2 separate regions of the Mus musculus genome follow, and region 2 is linked to region 1. Evidence: chromatin contacts called from public HiChIP or PLAC-seq data. All regions are on one chromosome and are shown on one strand. The core of a region is the stretch at or near the end of the contact, and the rest is flanking DNA. Distances in the headings are between cores, read along the strand shown.

Region 1 (3,543 bases), core at 659-3,158:
TCCAGTTTTTGGCATGGGCACCAGTGACAACAACCATCACCATACACCTGAGAGGTGGCGCTGACCAGAGCCAGGCAGGTCCTTTTGCTGCACCTACTGGGCTGAGATTCCATACCTCGGCCATGGTGAATATCTTATACATCTCTGGCAGAATGACAGGAGCAACAAGTGGCATCTGTGTGTCTGTCACTTCTCGAGTAAACTCTGCAAAGACAAAAAGTAAAAGATACTTCATAAAGATGAAGTGTGAAAGCTTGCAAGCCATCTAGGTAGCAGTTCCCAGTCGGACCTAGGAATGGCCACTGGTCTAGCAAACTCACTCTGAAGAAGGACAAGGAGCCAGAAGCATTATTCGTCAGAAGGGGAGAGAGAATAGGAACACAAAAGAAGATACAAGATATTAAAAAGAAAAGCACACAGATTAAAGCCATCTGCAACACAACTGCATACAAGTAAGGCAAACAGGGGTCCTTCTGAGCTTGTGCCATGACAGCTTTGAGCACAAGTGCCATTCTGGTTTCTGTCAGTTCTGTCTCCTGACAAGTTACTTCAATGTAAACAACAAAACAAACGGGGCATAGTGGTGCATGCCTTTTTAATTCCAGCACTTGGAAGGCAGAGGCAGGCAGATCTCTGAGTCCGAGGCCAGCCTGGTCTACAGATCGAGTTCCAGGACAGCCAGGGCTACATGGTGAGAGCCTAGTCTCGAGAAAAACCAACCAATCAACCAACCAACCAACTACCAACCCTCCCACCCATCTGAAAATGTATTAAGCATCGACTCCATTTATCAATGTGTAATTCTGGGGTTAGGATTCCTGAGTGAAGGTGTTTAACCCATGTGCAGATTTGAAAGAGGTGAGGAAAGACAGGTCATATCGTCTTGTGTATGGAAAAAAATTAAATAAGAAAATGCTATGCATAAAGACCCTGTATCAATCCCCACAGGTCAAATACAGATCAAATACTGGAGACCAGCTGTTCTTTAGGAATGTGGCTTCCTTCTGAAAGATAAATTCCAAGCTTTGTCTTAATAAAATTAATATCTTAATAAAATGTCAAATTCCATTTAGACTGAAGTCAGCCCAAATAAATACATTAGATAGCATATTACCACCTCTGGGCCTAGGATCAAGCATAGCCTGCATTTATGAATAAATATAGCATAGAGCTTGGGTGCAGCTTAGCACGTTCAAGGGTCTGGTCCGATCCCCAGTGTCATCGCCACCATCACCACCACTACAAAGAAAGGAGTCTTAGTACTGAAGTGACTAACTGTACAGTTTAACTTTTCTATAATCATTGTGAGTAGTCTCAATTTGTTCATACTTTGTAGGTTTAAATTCAAAGTAAGTTTTCTGAGGTCATTATTATCAAGTCAAAAAGTCTGGGGTATTAACAACTAAATTTACAAAACTATAAGATAGAAGTAAAAGATTTATCTATTAGATCAAATATTTAAATTCTTAGCATATAGTCCCTTTATATCTTGAGACCAAGTTCTCTTTTATAAATAGTAAAATAACTCAGAAGTCAAGAACAGTATCTTCCTCCAAAAAGTCTCAAAGACACTGGGCACAGCTGGACATGCCTATTTTCCTAAGCTATTCTGGAAGGTGAGGTGGGACTACCGGAGCCAGGAGTTAAAAGTTAGCCTGGGCAACACAGAGTGACCTCCATCTCAAAATAAAAAAAGGAAAACCCTAAAGAGAACTGGTCCCACATTTCTCACACACCAATACTTTTCTGTCCTCATGGATGTTCCAGTTCCTGTGGTGTGAAGTTGAAATCAACTGGAGTAGCTATTTGTGAATGGAGGCTGGCTGCCGTCCACTTCATGCCTGCTGACTCATTACAAAGGATACACATTTCTTCACCAGTTCCTTCTCCTGGCTGGGAGAAAGTGACCTCACTGTATAGTCATTTCCTTAGTCAAGTACAAAGCCTCTTCTGCTTTCCAATCAGAGTAACTATACAGCCATCCTTTCTCTCCAGGTCTGTCAGAAAGAAGCTAACTCCGTACAGGAAAACTAGGATTTCCTCTCCTTGGCTAAAACAATTGCCCTTTGCTGGATACCCTGGCACTAGGAGAGCTAAGCAAAGGCTCTTAGAAGTTCAATTCCACAGAGCAGTCACCTCACTCATACAGAAGCAGGGAGGTGAAAGGCCAATCAAGGAACACCTTGGCCTTTCTGATGTTTCTGAGCTAAAAGCTCACCAGTAGGTACACAGTCGGAACTCTAAAAGGGTATCTGGGGGTAAGAATAGGACAAATGAAAGGTCTGACTTTGACATAGAATTGGTAACCTGCTATTAATGCTGAGTGGGCATGTAAAATGCAGCATAGATGCCAAGTAAACAGATTCAACGGCTAGACCTCGAGTGCTGCTCCTCACACACCTGAGCGTAGGAACTCGACATGCCACTCAGTGTGCAGGAGCCAGGGAATTATATCAGGAAAGGACTTTCTTGTTTGTTTGTGTAGCCTTGGCTATTCTGGAACTCACTTTGTAGACTAGGCTGGCCTCGAAGTAGAGATCTATCTGCCTCTCTCTTGAGCGCTGAGATTAAAAGCATGCACCCCCATGCCTGCCACCATGCCCGGCAGAAAAGGACTTTCAACCTCCCCTCCTTTCATATGCCAGAGCCCCAGGAACATAGAGGTTTCAGAGATCAAAGGCTCCCATCTCCTCCTCTATCACACAACACCATGCAGAACCTGCTAGAGCCAGAAGAATTGAGAACTAATTTGTAACTAAGTGCAGCTGAGCTAACAATTTACCCCATAACCAGTCTTTAAAATATACATACATATATCTATCTTATTTTTTAATTACAAATGTGTGTGTGAGCGTAGATCCTCAGAGGCCAGAGGCACTGGATCCCCTGAAGCTAGAGTTAAATAAAGGCAGCCATGAGCTGCTTGATGTGGCTACACAGAATACAACTCAGGTCATCTGCAAAAGCAGCATGCATGCTTAACTGCATGCACTAGCCTCCTTCTGAGGGGAGGGAGGGGGCTTTTGTCTGCATGTATGTCTGTGCACCGAGTGCCTGCGGAGGGACCAGGAAAGGGAGGTATACCCCTGGGATTGGGCTTACGGATGGTTAGGAGCCCTGGGAATTAAACCCAGGTCCCCTGGAGAGCAGCCAGTGCTCTTAACCACTGAGCTGTCTCTCCAGCCCCATAACCTCCCCTCTTCTTCCTATACTGTTCTTCTTAGTCTCATCCCTTACTCTTTCTACTTAATGAAAACTTCCCATCAGCTTTAACAATCTCTAAAATCTGCAGACCCCAAAGGGGTCTCAACTTTCCCCTTCTGGCTACATTTTACTAACCTCAATGTTTTTCTTCTCCAAGGTGATCTATGCTAACTCCTCCCTCTTACAAATCCTAAATCCTCCCTATTTCTATCTTACAAACAAAAAATTTTGAGTCTACTCTACACTATTTAAACCTGGTTATTTGTCCTCCAACAGTTCTTGACAATTGCTTAGTGCTGATATCAAGCAGCTGTGGTTGCTTTCACAGCTAATATGGAA
Region 2 (3,244 bases), core at 525-3,024, 540 kb after region 1:
CAGCATGCAATTCTCCCCAGAGAGGCTTATAGAGAACAAACAGCGATCTATTGGTACCCACAGCTCCAACCTTACCTCCATGTCGCTCCCCTATCTTAGGCTGTTCCCACATTTCCCCCCATCTGTCACTTTAAACAGCAAGACTCTCTCTATTCCAACTGTAAGTCCTATAGCACCCCCTGGTGGCATACCAGGAACAGCCTGTGATGGATGATAGTGTCCTAGGAAACCCAAGGCACCTCCTCCCAGCTTTGCCCACAGCCTCTGCCGTATCCTTCCTCTATTGTGGGGGGGTGGGGGGGGTCGTGATAATGCGGTCTGGTCTGGCAACTTTACACCAGCTTCAGAAAGCTCCTCCTTGATAGCAGAGAGCAGGTCCACACTGCCCGAAGCCTGCGCGGCCCCAGGATGAGGGATGGGGGTGAGCGGGCGTGGCATATGAGATTTAGAAGTAACAGTAGTACCTTGACAGAAAGGCAACTTTGATCCTCATGGAAACTCTAGAAAGATTCGCCTAGGACTTTCATTTTGCGATGAGGAACTGAGCGCAACAATGTTAACCAACTTGCCCAAGACAATGCGACCAGTTAGGACGGAGCCAGGATTAACCAAGGCATCCAGGGAGCCCTGAGCTAGAGGTGCCCGTAGAATGCATAGCCGCAAATCCAGAACTACCTTGGAGACGGAAGTCTATTCTGCCACTTACTCAGGCAAGGTCCTCTCTGAGCCTTATTTGTTCTCTGAGGGAATTAGACTACCCTGTCTCCATGACTGCCCTGAGATCAGGCCTAGATATAGACTTGGTAGGCTTAGGGACCAATTGCTGCCCCAGCTGTAGGCTGGTTGCAACCCCCACCCTCAATACCCACACAAGACTGAATGGGGTCCCAGGGTCTTAAGGAAAGCGAAACGACAGACTGTAGGTGAGTGCTCAGGGAAGCAGTCTTCTTGTTTCAGCTTCCCTCTTCCAGGAAGGTCCTCTAGCGTTTAGTTCCCTTGAAGCCTTGAAGCTGTAAGCTACCTTCAGAGCCTTTTCTCCCACCTGTGAAGCTACAGTTCCTTCTTGGTCACCAGAGGGCGCTCTTACCTACGGTCCCAAGGCTCTCCTCCAGGCTTGGCTCAGGACCCACTTTACTTCCTGTGTCTTATGGCCTCGTGGCCAGAACTGTCCTCCAAGGTGAAGACTGTCTCTGAGCCTCTTAATGGGACACGCAGCGGCTATTGTACCAAGTAGCATCTGAGGCTGCCTGGGGCATGCACACAAACTAACAAACTAACCAACAACAAACAAAAAACCTAAAACCTGAACAGCTGTGCGATTTCACCCCTTATTATTACCACTGAGTATTGATCTCACGCCTGTTTACCATTTTCCTGCCCCGTGTTGTCATCTCCTGAAGGCATGACTTTGTCACACAAAGGCTGCGAAGAGGTTGCTGCTGGGTGGTTCTCATGACCAATTCCAGCATGTCTTGGTGGCCACCAGATGCCTAGGAAGTGCCTGTTACAGGGCAGTAGGTAAGACCATGCCAGCTCTGGGCAGGAGGGCACATGCACAGGGAGACAGACATAAAACACTGGAGGAAGCCAGGCCCCGTCCCAGCACACCCACAGTGTCAGAAGTAGAGCCAGCAGGAAGGAACCATGTATAGGTTTAGTTCAGAGAAAACAACACAGATTGGGGTGGGAATTTGGCAACGTCTTAGGCGTTGTCTGTGGTCCTGGTGCTATAGAAGGGGGTTTCCATGGAGACAGGAGGCTCTGACTCACCTCCCAACATGATGGAATCTTCTGAGACCACAGCCGTTGACTAAGGATTGGGGCAGAAGGACAGGGTGGGTGGGTTGGCAGAGTGGGGACCTGCTGTATTTTTTTAAGGTCAATTATCCTTGTCTTCCAGCAAACTGAGGCTGGCTCCAAAGGATGCAAAACGCTTCCCATGGGTGCCTGTGTGGAGGTATGCTCTGCCTAGTGAGAGGCAGGAAGGGCTCTGTCTGTTTCTTCAAAGTGTTGTTTAAAGAAAGTTAGCATTCCCCTTAGTATGGAGCAGGAAGATGAACCGTGGTCCTCCACTACCTGTGAGCAGGCCTAAGGCTCCTGGCTTTTGCTTACATTAGGCCTCCTCCACAGCCAATAGGAAGAGTGATCTGGACACAGACTGGGAGAGTCCTCTTGACCCACATGTCCTACAAGGCTGTGCTCAGGTGTCACCTCCTTCAGGAAGCCTTCCTTGATTCCTTAATGTGAGTTAGATGTCCCATAGCTCTGCTGTGCTTATCTAAGCCACCACTGGCCCAATTGTCCTAAAGCTGCTTGGCCTCTGACCAGTGTGCCCTGAGGTTAGGGCCATCTAGGGTAGAGGCTAAAGTGCTCCCTTAACAACCAAATACAGTAAGTATTGTGTACCACTGCTCGAGGCAGTCTATAAAGTAAGAGGTCATTTGAGGGGCAGGCTTTGAGTCTGGGCAAACATCCACACGGCCAGAAGTGAGCCTGGCCTCTAAGTCTCCCTTAGTTTGTCAGAACTGTTGCCACCAGCATTTGCATGGATAGGGGAACACAGGGGGGCTGGGGGAGGCCCCAGTTCAACTCAAGAATACTCATCCTCAGCTCACAGTGGGATGGCAACACAGGGCCATCTCTAAGGGTCCCTAAGATTTAGTCTGAGGAGACTGGCCTGGCAAATGGCTGAGAAGTGCTTAGGTGATGGGTCTTTCAATATAACCCCCAGGTCAGATAAGAAGTTTTGGTATTTGGCGATTGACTTGCTCAAGGTGCCTTTTGTGTAACACTGAAAAGAGCTTCTAGGAGGCTGTCAGCGTTCATCCTTCAGAGACTGGTACCCTGCTGCTGAGAAGCCTGAATCCATCCTGCAGAAGCCCTCTTCTCTTTGATCCATGGTCCATGTAACCCCAAACACCAACATAGATCCACAGTAGGTTCAGTACCTGAGATCAGCTCTTCCACACTCATGGCCACTCTACAGCTACTCAGAAACTAACAGCATCCAGCCGACTGTGCGGTTTTGCATACCTTTGCAGTTCTGTGATGTGAATCTCAGTCCTGAACCATGCTAAGCAGACATTCCATCACTGCTCTGGACCCCGGCCCCTATATTTGATACCAGGTCTTGGTGCACAGCCTAGGCTAAGCTCAGATTTGCAGTCCTCCTGTAATTCTGGATGCGTGCCACCACAGCAGGCCAGCCACATGCTTTTTTCTAACAGCCATGACCAAAAGTCAG

Evidence for each region. HiChIP or PLAC-seq counts read pairs in DNA pulled down with a chosen protein or histone mark.
Region 2: a contact with region 1 is called in an HNF4G HiChIP or PLAC-seq map of pancreatic cancer cells. The contact joins two enhancer-like sites. A contact is called at or near these places in 1 of 484 Hi-C or Micro-C datasets (cortical neurons) and 1 of 115 datasets of contacts at active chromatin or transcription factors (pancreatic cancer cells).

Annotation. Positions count from the first base shown.
Region 1 is chr1:135,409,278-135,412,820 of GRCm38.p6, forward strand. Ipo9 (importin 9) reads right to left here. Exons shown (of 24, transcript NM_153774.1): 5 at 116-204. Among named protein-coding and RNA genes, the nearest start is that of Ipo9, 19 kb to the right of the region's middle. Within about 2 kb of position 1,909, at least 79 of the 459 cell types and tissues checked have an H3K27ac peak or open chromatin away from gene starts, as enhancers often do. A contact at or near this core is called in pancreatic cancer cells, where this site is marked.
Region 2 is chr1:135,944,802-135,948,045 of GRCm38.p6, forward strand. No RefSeq gene overlaps it. Among named protein-coding and RNA genes, the nearest start is that of Pkp1, 27 kb to the left of the region's middle. Within about 2 kb of position 1,775, at least 35 of the 459 cell types and tissues checked have an H3K27ac peak or open chromatin away from gene starts, as enhancers often do. A contact at or near this core is called in pancreatic cancer cells, where this site is marked.